Regions from separate parts of the Mus musculus genome. Here region 1 is linked to region 2. The links are chromatin contacts, called in public promoter capture Hi-C maps. All regions are on one chromosome and are shown on one strand. Each heading gives the region's core, a stretch centred on a gene start, on an enhancer-like site or on the middle of the called end of the contact. The rest is flanking DNA. Distances are from core to core; before and after follow the strand shown. Region 1 holds the start of E130102H24Rik (RIKEN cDNA E130102H24 gene). Region 2 holds the start of Dock7 (dedicator of cytokinesis 7).

Region 1 (2,700 bases), core at 156-2,655, 2.2 Mb before region 2:
TGGGGTCTAACACGGTATTTAGCTTAGACCTACCCTGTGTCTCTCACCTGTAAGTGGTAGCGCCCTAGTCAACGCTAAGGTCCACTTCTGCTTTCAATCATACGAGAGGCACGCAGAAGAGAAACAAAAGTGAAAGCTCTTGAAGGAACACACACAAGTAACCGAAAGCACCAAACTCTGTCACTGAGACCTGGCAGAGTTCCAGACATTTATCCTTTCAGCAACCGTGAACTCTGGGCACCTATCACGTCCTGTGAATGTGAATTAACACGGTAGAACACGAATCGGCCCAAAGCTCTGCAGCAGTCTTCTCAACCCTTCCTAGCACTGAACCTTTTATTTAAATTTCTACCTCAATAAATCCAGCCACGATGCACGCCCTCGCCCAACCAAACCAAACCAAACCAAAAAGCCCGCAACGCCACAAACCATCCCTAAGCTGTGCGTCCAGCTTTAGGAAAAGAGAAAAGGAAGCAGAAAGAAAATCTGAACTGGTCTGATTCCCCCTGCCCTCGCCATGTGGGGGTCCTCGGAGCGAACTGTTTTACAACTTAGAAAATGCAGCGGTCTTCCGATTCTGTTATTTGAATGGACCACTGAGCCACTGGAGCCAGGCAAGGGCAGGCAGCCGGGTACCCAGCAGAAGGATGGAGCACAAGGCCCGCACAACCAGGATCCGCGGACCCTGATGATGGGAGGATGCTTGGAGCACCCCAGCCTCCGGCTCCTGGGCACGGAGAGACCGGCGCGCACGCGCGCACACGCACCACGTCCTTCGCCTGGAGTTGTGTCTCGTCTCCCTTTTGTTTTTCTCCCTTCCCGGTCATGAGACCCGGAAGTTTTTTTTTTTTTTTTTTTTCCTTCAATCCTGTCTCTCTCCCTTTTCCACCCCCCCCCCCCCTTCCCCAATCTATCACATGGCAAAGCTAGAATAAAAACAGAAAAATGGCGACGGTCACGTTGTGGCGAGCCTTGCTGCGTCATTAGATAATCCTCATGCAAATAGCGGGATGAACAAAGAAAGGGGGGCTCGGGACCCCCGAGGGCGCAGGTGGGTGCGGGGTGCGCGCGGCCGCGGGGGCGGCGTCCGTGTGCGCGCTCCGGGTGCTGCGCTCTCGGCCCCGGGCTGGCGGCGCGCCCTGGCCGGCCCGCGGGGCGCAGAGAGCGGCTGTGCGGCGCGCGCACGGCGCTCGCACCCGGGCCGGCCCCGTATCCCGGAGCCCGGAGACGACGGCGGGGGCGGAGGCTGCTGTTGGACGCCTTTGGGCGCTCGGCGCCAGCTCCGGTAGGCGGCGGACCGCGCGGGGCGGCAGCTCGGGGCCAGGCCCGGAGCTGTGGCGCACTCGCTTTTCCCCCCACCCCCGCCCGGTGGCTGGGCGCTGGCGCGGTTCCCTCGCCGTCCCGCGGCCGCTGGAAATAGAGCCGGGATGTTGTTTACATGACGGATCCGGCGGGAGGAGTCTGCGAGGAGGAGGCGGAGAGAGGAAGAGCGGAGTCCCCGCGGCGGCGGTGGCGGGCCGGGGTGCGGGCGAGCGCCGCGCGGTCCCCGAAGCCTGGACACGGGAGCCTAGGGTAGGCAGGCGGGGGCGCGGGCTGCGGGAAGGCTGTCAGAGTGGGCTTTGCGGTACCTAGCCTGTCACGCAGACTCTTGGGGGGCAGGGGGAAGGAAAATGGAGAGAGGTTGGGAGAACCTCTGTTTCCCCTTACGTTTGGGAACGCCCCCCCTCTTATCCCCCACTCTTTCCCGCTTCTCCCTGGACTCACCTGTTTGTTTCCACCGCTCAGGGCTCTGGGTTTTTGTTTGTTTGCTTGTTTGTTTTAAACGTGCGCCAGAGGGGCTGGGCTTATTACTATTATTTGCGAAATTATTGGGAAGGCGAGAGGGTGTTGCTGTAATCGATCCTAGTCCAGGTCGGTTTTCAGGAGGGGGAGGGGACTTGGCGAAGACCCCGGCTCCTGGCCGCAGCTGACCCCGGGGCTCCTCCCCGCCTTCCCGGTGAGGAATCCTTTCCCTTGCCCCGCGAAGCCAGCTGCCACCTTCCTGGAGAAAGACCACACCTATGCTTCTTCCCGCTTTGGAGGCGAGGTGAGCTAAGAAGCCAGACAGTGCCCTGCCCACCAGAGCTTGGCCAGACCTCGACACCCCAGAATTGGTAAAAGGCGCTTCTTTTCACCTGCTGATAGCGTTGGTACGTCAGCCCTCTCTAGTCCCCAGAAGTTGCAATTCACAGTTTACGTTAAAATTTGTCTCTTTCTTCACCCTTCTTCCCACCGGCAATGAACTGTTGAGTTTAAGTTGAAAAAGAGAGGTGTCTCCCGCCCTGCCCCTAGTGAGGGTTTTTTTTTTTTTTAATTCCACAGTAGGTCTTCCACTCAGACCTGCACTTCTCCGGTCTCCTCTATCTCCCACTAAACTTAGCCCAGAGCCAGGCCTAAGCTTTTATTCCCTGTGGGCCGCACCCTGGCCCCTTGCCTTTCTACCGAGCCAAATGCTTCTCAAAGCAGAAGGCACACCCAGCCCCAAGTCTCTTCCAAGAGGGAGGGAAGAAGAAAGGATTTGGGGGGGGGTGTCCTCAAGTTCCGGTTTCCAAAACCCCCGTAGCATTCTCCTCCCGGAGCCTCCTGAATTCTTCCTAACAGCTGTTTTCTGCAGTGCCTTTTGCTCCTCCTGGCCTTATATTGGAGAGAGTGGATGGGGAG
Region 2 (2,929 bases), core at 155-2,654:
CAGCTAGGTAGGTACCCACTGCAGCCCAGACCCCACACTTAGACCTTGAATTCAGTGCATCTTCACACTATGCTTGCAACTAAGTAACACTGTTCCGGTTGTTTAAGTAATTTGCTCAAGGTCACATGGGGAGGAGGCAGAAAGCAACTGGGTTTCTATCATGAACAATGGAAAGGTCTGGAACAGTGTTACAGCAAAGTTAGACTTGGAGCAGCTGTATCTTTCCCCATGGACTCAAATATTCTGAAAACAGAACCGCAGCTAGCTCACATTTGGGCTCTAGCATACCTGCATTTAAGTACATGTTAAATATATACCCACCTCGAATGGGCTATCCTCACCGTAAACCAGTGTTTTAAAGGCATCCAATCACCTGGTTCAAACCCAGGTTAGGGTACAGACGGGAAGTCCTGGACCCACTTAATGAGTGCTTTCTGTTCTGTATGACTGGGCAAGTGACCAGGCTTCAAGCTGAAGGTTTCGCTATGGTGAGAGACAATCTAACACGCTCCACAAGGATACAGAGGACATTTAGTAACTGCAAATAAGGTATATTAAATTCTTAAAACATTTAGGAGGGAAGGTGTCACAAGAAGCCAAAGGATTTTTCTTAGTTTCACAATTTCAGAACCCAATGCATTAGAACAAGACTGACACAGGTTCTATTTATAGAACATCAAAAGGATGGAAAACAGTTCATCTGATGGATATGCATGTACGCATACATATGAAATGAGAATGCCAGAGTAACTGTAAAGGACTCACAAGAGAATTCTTTACAGGGATAACTGTTCTTGGAGAAAAGGGCCTGGGCTCTGGGTCTCACGTTCACGGGAGGAGCTTGCCATGTGTGACCAAGGGCAAGTCACAGCTTCTCTGAGACAATTTTTTTCTCTCTAAAATGGAGCTAAATCTACTTCAAAGAGCTGTTGTGGAGATTAAGTAAGATCATGCGTGTAAGCTTGGCCATGCACCACAAATCAGCGATTATCACACCACCTTTGTGGGAGAGTTCTTTCTACAAAGAAGAGCCATTGTTTCTCCAGCTAGACCCCACTCACGAGGTCGGGGCGTGCAAGAAAGGTGCTTTAAACTGCCTGGAGTCAGGAGCTGCAGGAACCAAGCCGCAAGGCCCTTTCCATTTCCTAACCTTCCCTTTGGGGAAAGCACAGCCCCGCGCGCGTTCGGCGGCTACGGTCACGGCCCCGTCGTGGGTCTTCCCGGTCGTGGCGGCAGGGCAGCGAGGGCTCGCGGCCCGGTTCCACACCCGGCGTCGCATCAGCTCCCGCGGGCTCCGGCGGCCTTCCAGCCCGGCCTCCAGCCGGGATTGGCGCGCGAGGCGAAGGGGGGTGGCGGGGGCGGGGGCAGAGAGAGGTTCCTCGTGCGCGCCTCCTCGGCGCATTACGGTACCCTGGTTCCGCGCTCCAGCGGCCGGCCCAGCCTCGCGGTGGGGTCCGGAGAGCCGACGGGCGAGCGCGCGGGAGGGAGCGCGAACGGGAGCGCGAGGAGGAGGAGGCCGCCCAGCCCCGCGTCCAGCCCCGCGTCCAGCCCCGCGCCGCCGCAGCCATGGCGGAGCGCCGCGCCTTCGCTCAGAAGATCAGCAGGTACGCGGCGGGGAGCCCGGCCGGGCCCCCGGGGTGCGAGGGTGGGTGTGGCGCGGCCCACGGGCCTTGCCGCGCGGTCCCGGGCCTGCAGTCCGCGCCCCGCCAGGCCCGCAGGGCGTGCGGCAGCTCGGCGGTTCTTTGTGTCCGCAGTCGCGTCCTCCCCGGCGCTCCACGCCCACGCCCCGGCTCCGGGCGCCCCAACAAAAGGAACTGGCGTGGAGGCCACGGCGCTCACGCACCCGTCGCCACCGCTGACAGCACCCCGGACGCCCCGCCCGCCCCAGCGGCTCCGCACCCACGCCTGCACAGGCACACTGAGGCCGCAGTGCAAAGTTATGGGCTGCGGGACATGGGAGCACCCCACTTACCCGTGGGCTCGGTGGGCGTTCTTTCTCTGGCCCCAGAGGAAGATGGATGACCCGACCCGCACTGGGCTTTATGCGTGGGCCTAGGAGTAAACCACCCACCGAGGATAAGGTTCCCCAGCAGTTTACCTCCCTGTCCAGATAAAAAAATGGAAGGATGTTTGTAGAATTTAGCTATGGGATGTACTTATGGATAAGGAACTAGGCATTGTTTGTTTGTTGTCTCATTAAAGCCTTATTTCTGCGACTTAGGCTTAAAGAAAGGCAACATTCAGATGAAATTTTGTGATGGCTGTATATATTTCTGTGGTTCTGAATCTTTTTAGCTTGTTGATATTTGTAGAAGGTTTTTGGATATGTTGGAGAAAAGCTTTTATTAGTTTCCGGACCCCCACAATGTTAAGGCTTTTGGGACACTTTTTTTTTTTTCCCATTTAAAACTAACATCTCATTGCATCTCTGTCTTTGGCTAAGATCAGATGTAAATGAACCCTTTTTGAGTTTTAAAATATGTATTTCATATTCTTCTTAAATAAGTTCTTAGGAATATGGGTGCTACTGGTAGACTAAGATAAATTACAATACTGAGTGTTTTTAAAATCGGGACCTTCACCAGGTTGTTGAAATTCTCTTGCATGTTAGTTGTCTCATCTGAAAAATGGTAATAATGGTATCTAGCTTATTGGGTTGTCGTGAATTTTAAATGGTCATTTTTTTTATAAAGCACTTAATAGTGCATTGTCCATATTATCATTGAACATTTGTAATTGGGATTGGAAAGTATGAGTTTTTGTTTTGGGGTCTTAAGGCATGCCATTAAAGGACACATTTTGTACAATTCTTTTAAATAGATCTTAGAGTTTATATCTCATAAAGTAAGTACACCCTTGAGGGTAAGGTATGAAATATAGATAGTGCCTCTTCTCTGTGAATGGAGATATCAGATGGAACTAGTCTCAA

What was found. Promoter capture Hi-C pulls out the DNA fragments that hold promoters and counts their contacts.
Region 1: a contact with region 2 is called in a promoter capture Hi-C map of cranial neural crest. The contact joins the promoter of E130102H24Rik here to the promoter of Dock7 in region 2.

What each region holds. Positions count from the first base shown.
Region 1 is chr4:101,354,953-101,357,652 of GRCm38.p6, reverse strand. E130102H24Rik (RIKEN cDNA E130102H24 gene) reads left to right here and starts at 1,405. Exons shown (of 2, transcript NR_040708.1): 1 at 1,405-1,572. The region is part of intron 1 of 0610043K17Rik (RIKEN cDNA 0610043K17 gene); the gene reads right to left.
Region 2 is chr4:99,119,400-99,122,328 of GRCm38.p6, reverse strand. It overlaps Dock7 (dedicator of cytokinesis 7), which reads left to right and starts at 1,404. Exons shown (of 50, transcript NM_001369286.1): 1 at 1,404-1,604. The coding sequence starts at 1,567.